Regions from separate parts of the Mus musculus genome. Here all the other regions are linked to region 1. A link is a contact called in public HiChIP or PLAC-seq data. All regions are on one chromosome and are shown on one strand. The core of a region is the stretch at or near the end of the contact, and the rest is flanking DNA. Distances in the headings are between cores, read along the strand shown.

Evidence for each region. HiChIP or PLAC-seq counts read pairs in DNA pulled down with a chosen protein or histone mark.
Region 2: an H3K4me3 HiChIP or PLAC-seq map of bone marrow-derived macrophages shows a contact between it and region 1, with 2.5 times the contacts expected there. The contact joins the enhancer-like site here to the promoter of Copg1 in region 1. A contact is called at or near these places in 1 of 39 promoter capture datasets (macrophages), 6 of 484 Hi-C or Micro-C datasets (the N1E-115 cell line, liver, nephron progenitors and 1 more), 5 of 115 datasets of contacts at active chromatin or transcription factors (bone marrow-derived macrophages, embryonic stem cells, hepatocytes and 2 more) and 3 of 9 other capture datasets (adipose tissue, liver and pancreatic islet).
Region 3: a contact with region 1 is called in an H3K27ac HiChIP or PLAC-seq map of embryonic stem cells, with 2.2 times the contacts expected there. The contact joins the enhancer-like site here to the promoter of Copg1 in region 1. A contact is called at or near these places in 4 of 39 promoter capture datasets (cranial neural crest, hippocampal neurons, macrophages and 1 more), 11 of 484 Hi-C or Micro-C datasets (B cells, CD8 T cells, the CH12 cell line and 5 more), 21 of 115 datasets of contacts at active chromatin or transcription factors (the 230-238 cell line, the SCID.adh cell line, acute myeloid leukemia and 13 more) and 5 of 9 other capture datasets (adipose tissue, embryonic stem cells, liver and 2 more).

Annotation. Positions count from the first base shown.
Region 1 is chr6:87,886,298-87,889,344 of GRCm38.p6, reverse strand. It overlaps Copg1 (coatomer protein complex, subunit gamma 1), which reads right to left and starts at 1,405. Exons shown (of 24, transcript NM_017477.2): 1 at 1,273-1,405; 2 at 222-274. The coding sequence starts at 1,309.
Region 2 is chr6:87,793,663-87,796,860 of GRCm38.p6, reverse strand. Rab43 (RAB43, member RAS oncogene family) reads left to right here. Exons shown (of 3, transcript NM_001039394.1): 2 at 2,064-2,247. Among named protein-coding and RNA genes, the nearest start is that of Rab43, 17 kb to the left of the region's middle. Within about 2 kb of position 1,255, at least 16 of the 459 cell types and tissues checked have an H3K27ac peak or open chromatin away from gene starts, as enhancers often do. A contact at or near this core is called in embryonic stem cells, hepatocytes and liver, where this site is marked.
Region 3 is chr6:88,011,234-88,014,088 of GRCm38.p6, reverse strand. It overlaps Rab7 (RAB7, member RAS oncogene family), which reads left to right. Exons shown (of 6, transcript NM_009005.3): 2 at 391-451; 3 at 1,656-1,782. The coding sequence starts at 399. Among named protein-coding and RNA genes, the nearest start is that of Gm34872, 7.7 kb to the right of the region's middle. Within about 2 kb of position 1,293, at least 33 of the 459 cell types and tissues checked have an H3K27ac peak or open chromatin away from gene starts, as enhancers often do. A contact at or near this core is called in embryonic stem cells, stem cell-derived epiblast-like cells and trophoblast stem cells, where this site is marked.

The DNA of each region.
Region 1 (3,047 bases), core at 156-2,655:
ATCTGTCCAGCTCCCAAGAGTTTATTTTTCTTAATTTATCTACTAACCATACCAGAAGTCTTCCCTTGGGCTGCCCTAATACTAGCCACACTAGCAAATACAATGAATAAAGTCCCATCTTCCTGGACCCAGGCTTTATAAACCAGCACTCCATGTATGTTAGTATCTGACAGCAGGGCTGGCAGGTATTCCTGACCAGACACAGGCATGGTGGCACTTGCCTCTTGGAGTACGGCACTCTTCTCCAGGTGCTGGAGGGGGTTGGAGCCTCCACCTGCAGTGCACAGAGAAGACTGATTACGGTTGTGATCTTGAATGAACTGCTTTTCTCCTTTTTCCTGTGCTGACACAGACTCTCATGTATCGCATGCTAGCCTTTAACTCAAAATGTAGCAGAGGTCGGCTCTTGTGCATCTGATCTTCCCGCCTCGGCCTCCTGGTTTACATGGTACTGTGGATCATACACAGGGCTTCACCCAAGCTAAGCAAGCACTCTATCAACTGAGTTACAGCCCCGAACTGTGACCCTAAACCTGCCAAACACGAGGAAGAGAGAAGGAAGTCTCTATCATCTACCAGAGGCCGTCAAGGCTCTCTCACAGTCACCTAAGCATTCTTTCTGAGCATTTTAGGGTTCAATAATTGGCACTGATCTATGCAACCAGAACTTAAATGAATCTATGTGTCGGAGACAACCAACACTAACTAACCTGTGACTGAGTTTCCCTGACAGCAGATATTACATTAAAAAATTATGCATGCGATTATCTGGTTACTGTCTGGGCTCTCCATCCTAACATTCCTATTGCAGGCATCTAGTATCGAACTTGCTTTAGCTACTGTAATATTATGATCAGTGAGGTGCCTGATGTTCAGTAATTGTAGTTTATTGAATGAATGAAACGGTCAGGGTTATTAACTGTAGGACTGGTTACACCCAGATAGGCAAAGAATTATCGCAGCAAATACCAAGAGGTCGGGTGAAATGCAAGGTAACATCCAGCCTGGGAACCTCCTCTGACAAGATGGGGAAACTGAGGCCCAGAGAGGAGTGTTACCCGCACAAGGTCACGCAGAAATCCTGGCCAGAGCTGGAGAGGGCAAACAGCACGTTTCCTCCGAGAACAGATATAGATGGACCTGCGCACAAGCCCCTGCCCCTCTTGGGCCTCGGATCTGGCTCTGACAGAGGCCCGGAAGAAGGAAGCCAAGGAAGGTCCCATGAACCCCTACGAGGATCTGACCTCCCCAGGTCTTTCAAGGGGCCCTCACCAGACTCCTCGTCCTTCTTGTCGAATTTCTTCAACATGGTGTCAGCGGTAGCTCCACGCAGCAGGAAGATGCTCAGAGTAGCGGTGAGAACAGCTTCTCCCTGCGGCTTCCGTACTCCCGCCCGCCACGTCGCCCTGAGCACTGCACTATGGACTGCGCCTGCGCACTCTGTTGTCTGCGCCTGCGCACAACTGCGCCCACCTTTTTCATTGCCTGTCCGGAGATTGCCAAAACCTAGGTGGAAGAGGGCGGAAGGGGAGGGGTGAGACCCAGGAAAGTGGGCGTGGCTAGACACTGGAGGCGGAGCCTAGACCTGCGGTTGCGGGTGCTCCGCTTCTGCGCCCCCTTGTGGTCCTGTGGCTGCTGTGTTTGCAGTTACCCCTGGCTGAATTTAAAGGGCATTCTGATGGGAGGGTTGCATGCAGCACGCTGACCCCATACATGTTCCCTGCTACTCTTTATTGTCATTTTCCGGAAGTAAGTCTCACTAATAGGTTATTTTTCCGCCACCGGTAAAATGAGCCAATTCAAGTCAGGTTAGAATATTTTAAGGGCAAATTTATTGGGAAGCTGCTCTCAAACAAGTTCACTGGCCCCAAGGATTGAGGCCAGAGGAGTCACCATGACAGAGATGGTGGTGAGAGGGAAAAGGGCATCTGTTGCTAGCCAAGGAACCGATTCCATCCGAGTCTAGCTTTGTAAGGCAATGAATAGAGTTATGTACATTTGTGCTTTAACATTGAGATATAACTGGACATAGCGAGTAATTTCAACACTCATGAGGCAGAGAAAGGAGGATGAGAAGTTCAAGGCCATCCCCCTGCACCAGACCTACATGACTTCCACCTCAAAAAATAGAGCCAATGAGATGGCTCAGCCGCTAAGTTAAGGTGCTTGCTGCCAAGTCTGAGGGCCAGGTTCAGTTGTGAAAATTATTAAATGAGTCTTTTCTACCAAATACTATAAAACTTGTGGTTTGACAAGGAATTCAAATATTGTTGCTGACAAATTGGCCCACAGAGAAGATGAGTATTAGGCAAGGGGAGAGGGTGAGGCAAGCCAAGCCAGATAGTTAGGGGAATTTAGCAGCTCTGACTTGATAGCAATCAGGCCATTTCTGTAACTCTGACTTACTTATTAGAGATCAGGCCATTTCTGTTGCTCTGACTGACTAGCAACCAAGAGCGTCTTTATTTACACAAGTTTCACAGAACAAAGACAAGCTAATGATTATCCAGTAGTACAAAATATGTCTGACTTATCATTACATAACCAGGGTTAAAAGCTCAGTTACAAATAGAAAATATAAACAACAGATTTTATTCTTATTATCTGCCCTATAACACCAATTTAAAGAATCTAAAGACTGTCTCCTCCAAAACAAACACACTTACTATGTGGCAGGCTGCTTGTAGGCTGGCAGTGTTTGCAGTTTTAAAGCACTCCAGACAAACAGGAAATATCTGAATTGGTCTTTTTATGAGCTGCAAAGATGACTATCTAACTTCATTATATGTTTTATCATGTAAAACATGATTAAACATGATAAACATAGTAGAAAATGTTTATTTTAGTCAATATAAATTGTTTACTGAGTTTATTCCTCCAGGGGTATGCCCTGTATGACTCCCTGTCTTTAAACTCCATTTTCAGAGAGCTTTAAGCCTATAATAAAAAAGAGACATTGAATCTGTAATCTATTTTGGACAGAGTTCATCAATTGTCTGTTTGCCCTCCATCAGTTATCCTTCGTGAGTTTGCTCAGGGGCCGATAC
Region 2 (3,198 bases), core at 6-2,505, 92 kb after region 1:
GAATTTCTCCTAAAGGTCAGGTACAGGCTGAGAAGGCTCGGCTGAGAAAGATTGAGACGCAGGGTATGGCAGGTGAGAGGGTGCAGCACCAAGCCCTGCCAGGCTTCCATGTAGTGGTAGGGACTGGGGTGGTGTCAGGCTGGTAGGTATTCTTGGCAGTTTGAGGCTGATCTTGGCAGTAAAAAAGGCTCTCAGCTTTCATAACACTCAAATTGATCCGCAGTTAGCTGTCAGAAACTGGGGCTTTGAGTCTGATCATAGGCCAGGCTCCTGGGATAGACACAGCACCCCGTCCTCCAATTTTTATTGGTATTGGACACCTTCTCATGCTAAGCACTGTGCTAGGGCCTGAGAATAGAAAACCAGATAAACAGAGGCCTGTTTTGATGGGGCTCACATGAAGTGGGTGGGGCAGTGATAATGTGTGTGTCTGGTGTCTGTGTATCTGTGAGTCTATGTGTGCGTGTCTGTGCATCTGTGAGTCTGTGTGTTTGTGTCTGTGTCTGTACGTGTGTCTGTATATCTGTGAGTCTGTGTGTGTCTATGTATCTGTGAGTCTGAGTGTCTGTGTATCTGTGTTTGTGTCTGTGTGTGTGTGTCTGTATATCTGTGAGTCTGTGTGTGTCTATGTATCTGGGTGTCAGTGTGTTTGTATCTGTGTGTCTGTGAGTCTGTGTTATGTCAGACTTAAGTGTAGCAAAGAGTGTTTACTTGGGGTCTGAGTTGGAACTATAGCTCAGTGATAGAATAATTGCCTGCATGTGTGTGATCCTGAGTTGCCAACACTGTCCAAAAAGAAAGAAAAAGAAATTGGGCTGAGGGAGTAGACGGGGCTACTCTGTGGAGGTGTTGACTGAGCGTTCATTAGAATGAAAAAGGAAGTGACCATCCAGGACAAAAGCCTTGCTGCTGTGACCCAGGAAGAAGTATAGGTCTAGCTATTTTGCTTTTGTTTCCTATTCATCCTCCCCCCCCCACCCCCACCCCCTACCAGTTTGGCTATGGCCCACTACAGTTCATTATGTTTCTTCTGCTTGGGATTTGTCGGGTCTCCTTGGATTTTAAAAATGGCTATCTCTTATCAACTATCGAGACTTCTTGGCCATTTGTTCTTTAGCTAGCCCTGGCAGAGATCATCACATGCACACTGCCTCTCCATTGCTTAGTCCAGCAGGGTGCCTAACATAGGGCATTAACATTTGTTAAATGAAGAAGTAAATGGCAGAGAAAGGCCCTTTACCCTGTGCTTTGGCCAAGGTGGATCAACAGGCACACTGCCCAGTCTAGCTTCCTCACCACCAGCTGTGGACTCATCAGGCCCAAAGCTATCCGACCAGGACCCAGTGAGCTTGCAGAGAAAAGACCTAAATGCATAGCCTCAGTGCAGCCTTGGAGCCAATTCCTTACCTCCAGATCTGGTGGTCAGCATCTGCAGCTGAAATCAGGGTTAAGGGGAGAGCCACTCCATGGAGGACGCAGTGCAGAATTGCCTCTTGTTGTGAGGCAAGCTGGTTCCTCCCTGTCCCCATCCCCCATCCCATTCTATTTCTTTCTTCATACTGGATCTCTGAGTCTCTCTATCTCTCTGTCTCTCTCTGTCTCTCTCTGTCTCTCTGTCTCTCTCTCTCTCTCTCTCTCTCTCTCTCTCTCTCTCTCTCTCTCTTTCTCTCTCTCTCAGGTACTCTCCTATTGCTTCCTATCTATTCCCTTTGTGGCAGGGTCTCTCCCTGAACCTGGGGCTTAAGTTTTCTTGACTAGGCTAGAAGCCAGCAAGCTTCAATGATCCTGTCTCTGCCCCATTAGAGCTGAGGTTCCAGCTGTGTGGGAGGCCTGGTTTGTAGGTGAGAGCTAGGACCTAAGCTCTGGTCCTTGGGATCACACAGCAACCACTCTGAACCTCCAAGCCACCTCTCCACTGTGGGTCTTTCTAAGTCCAGTCTTTCTAAGGCTGACAGAGGACTGTTGCTGTGAGCTACCTTTAGTGGACACACTGTTCTGGGCATGGGTCTGTGGGGCTGCCCTTCCTGTCCCTTTGACATGTGTCGTTGGGTCAACCCCTTCAGTTACAGATTTGGGACACAGCTGGCCAGGAGCGGTTCCGGACCATCACCCAGAGCTACTACCGAAGTGCCAATGGGGCTATCCTTGCGTACGACATCAGCAAGAGGAGCACCTTCTTGTCAGTGCCTCACTGGATCGAGGATGTGAGGAAGTACGCGGGTTCCAACATCGTGCAGCTGCTGATTGGTGAGCTAGGGATGGAGGCTGGAGGGGCCTGGAGCAAGCCTTATCTCTGCCTTTCCGTTTTTCTTTCCTAAACCTGCCTAGAGAGGGGCTGAGCTGGGACAGGAAAGGAGCTGGAAGCTGAACTAGGAGCTTGCAGATACCCATTCCCCTTGTCAATTCAAAGTTAGACTCACCGTTGAGGCTGGAAGGCATGAAGGGTGCTGGGGTTGGCTGTGCAGTCTCTGTATGCACCAGATCATCTAGCTGTTAAGGCGTGGTGTGTCCGCAGACAGCGCAACTTCTCATGCTCAGAGGAGGCGATGTGGCCGGCTTGCTGCTCAGAGGTTGAGCGTTTGCTAGTATGCAAGAGGTTATAGGTTTCATCCCCAGCTCTGCAGAGGGGAAGAAGCAGTAAAAAGAAAACAAGATGAGTTGCCATAGAGTAAGAACTCTATTCATTTATTTATTTGCATTTTAAAACTACATTTTGTGTGTAGTCTGAGCATGCAGGGATGCACCGCAATGCACTCGTAGAAGTCAGAGGACAACTTCTAGAGTCATTTCTCCCTATTTACTAAGTGGGTCCTGTGAACTGAAGCCAGATGGCTTGACTTGGCAACAGTGCCTGTACCTGCTGAGCCATTTTGCTGGCCTAGAATGAGTTTTAAACATTAAAAAAAAAAAAAAGAAAAAAGAAAAATCTATCTATCAGTCTATGTGCCCGTCTGCCTACTTGCCTACCTACCTACATCTGTTTGTCTGTCTGTCTGTCTGTCTATCAGTCATCTATCTGGTGTATGTATGGGCATACACACACATCAAAGCACACGTGTGGAGGCCACAGGACAACTTACAGTCTGTTTTCCAGCTTGTAGGTACTGGGGATTGGATCGGGTTACTTAGCTTAACAGCAAGCACCTCAACCCACCACTGAACCATCTTGCCAGCTGAAAGTAGGAGCTTTAAAATACA
Region 3 (2,855 bases), core at 44-2,543, 120 kb before region 1:
GAGAGAGGAAAAGGAAGGAAGGAAGGAAGGAAGGAAGGAAGGAAGGAAGGAAGGAAGGAAGGAAGGAAGGAAGGAAGGAAGGAAATAGGTTCCTTTGCTGAGAAAGTAGTGCTTAATCTTCACTTGTGAGATTTGTGAGTCTGTTTGGAGTGTTAATCCCAACTGCTGATGCCAGTAATGGACCCAGCACTTGAGGAGAGAGAGGGCACCGGCATCCGTTCAGCCCCTGCCCTGCTGTCTTGTTAGGTTAGCTAAAGGGTTCACAGGCCGGGGGCCAGTCTGAGTGAGGGCTGGGGCTCAGCTCCTGGCAGACCAGAGTGGCTGCACTGTAGACAATGCAAAACTGCCTTAATGTTTCTTCAGCTCACCTGCACTTTCTCCTCCCGACAGCTTCAAGGATGACCTCTAGGAAGAAAGTGTTGCTGAAGGTCATCATCCTGGGGGACTCTGGGTAAGTGTTTCTCACGAATCTGACCTCAGATTGGCTTGGAGCTTCATCCTCACTGATCTCAAGGCAGTTCCACATTCGGCTCTGGGCCTGGCCTCTATCCTTTACTGTTGGGGTTTCCTGTGTTTGGCCTATTGAAATGCTTAAGGAACCCTCAAACAAGTATTTTCTTGTTTTTGAAAGTGCCTTCCAGTGGGGTAGAGTATAGGAATAGTGTCTCCTGCCCAGGACTGTGAGAAATGGCATACTGTCTGAAAGGAGTCTCAAGGCCTTTGAGGATTACAGACCTCACTCTACTTCTGTAAATTCTAATTGTGTTGCAGAACTGGGTAGAACCAGCACCTTAGACCACTGGTCAGCCATTGCGCTATACCCCTGGCAAGGCAAGCACTACTGTCTTAGGCTGTATGTATGTGCACTCTTTGTGGAAAGCCTTGAACAAGGAAAGCATTGGCGCTTTCTTTAGGTTGCATTACCCTGACCCTACCCTTATCTTACTGAACACTTGGTTGGTGAGTTTTCTTGGTGAAAAAATTCCTTGGGAGGGACATTCTTAATGTTTTATTATGTATGTGCATATGCGTGTGGGTGTGAAGGTCCGTGCAAGAATTGTTTTTCCTCCTGCTCTGGGGGCCCTGGGATTGAATTAAGTTTTCAGGCTTGGCAATAGGTGCCTTTCGCTTTAGCCATCAAACAGGCCCTGTTTTGTTGTTTTGCTTGGGCTTTAGTTTTGAAACAAAAACTGTGGCTCAATGCCCTTGAACTCACTGTGCAGCCCAGTCTAGCCTCAGGCTCTCAGTGCTGCTGCCTCTATCTCTAAGCACTGAATTCCAGGCATGTGGGGCTACACCTGTCTTGGAACATTCCTTTCTGGCTACATACTGCTGAGTGGCTTCCTCCTGGTGTTACTTGACCACACTGAGTGATGCATAAACACCTGAGATTACAAAGCCGTTTGGAGTGATCTTATCACAAAGTTCCATTTAGGAGTGAGTGAGTTTGTGTGTGTTTCTTTTAGTAAAATGCTTTGTTTTGTTTTTAAACTGTTGCAGTACCGGGAGTTAAACCCAGGCCTGGTGTATGTCAGGCAAGCACTCTACCAACTAAACGCTCTTCCTAGCTCAGGCATGTTGCTTTGAACATTGTAAACACAAATCCCTTTCAGTCCCTTATTTGACTCAGACATGTGGGTTTTGTTCAATTTCAGTGTTGGAAAGACCTCTCTCATGAACCAGTATGTGAACAAGAAGTTCAGTAACCAGTACAAAGCCACAATAGGAGCGGACTTTCTGACCAAGGAGGTGATGGTGGACGACAGACTTGTTACCATGCAGGTGAGCCACTGCTCAGCCTGGAGCCAGACTGCCAGCTTACTGAGTCTTCTTTAAATGAAGTCTTCTTTAAATGGTGGGTGGGTGGGTGGGGGTGGAGTTGGCTTGCTTTCTTCCTTTCTGTGAGTTGTAGGGATTAAACACAGGTCATGAAGCTTCTGTGCGGAGCACTTCACCTCTGGGTAGCACCTTCTGTGCTGAGCCCTCGTGTAGGCCCAGTTGATTGCATCCAGACTGTCTGTCATACCTCCGTGCTTTTCAAACTTACCATTATATTTGTGGAGAATGGATAATTGGCTGCAAATAGTGTTGTTGGATAAAATAGCAGTAAAAGCACGGTCGGGAGCATGGTGGAGACAGAGCCCGAGCCCCATGCAGGCTGAGTGCACATGCTCCCGCCATGCATGAGCACGGAGCCACACCCCAATCCTAAATTTGAAATTTATATTACAAGACAACTAGGAATTTTTGTAAAATTTAATTTTAGCTACAGTTATTGTCTTTTTTTTTTTCATTTCTTTTCCCTTTCTATTTATTTATGTTTGTTTTTTCAAGATAGGGTTTCCTTGTATAGCCTGGCTGTCCTGGAACTCACTCTGTAGACCAGGCTGGCCTCAAACTCAGAAAAATCCACCTGCCTCTGCCTCCCAAGTGCTGGGATCAAAGGTTTGTGCTACCATGCCTAGCTTCTTTTTCCTTCCTTTTTTCCTTCCTTTTTTCCTTCCTTTTTTCCTTCCTTCCCTTCCCTTCCCTTCCCTTCCCTTCCCTTCCCTTCCCTTCCCTTCCCTTCCCTTCCCTTCCCTTCCCTTCCCTTCCCTTCCCTTCCCTTCCTTCCTTCCTTCCTTCCTTCCTTCTTTCTTTCTTTCTTTCTTTCTTTCTTTCTTTCTTTCTTTCTATAAGGATTTATTTATATGTAAATACACTAAAGCTGTCTTTAGACACTCCAGAAGAAGGCATCAGATCTCATTAAGGATGGTTGTGAGCCACCATGTGGTTGCTGGGAGAATTGAACTCAGGACCTCTGGAAGAGCAGTCAGTGCTCTTCACTGTTGAGCCATCTCTCCAGCCCCTTCTTT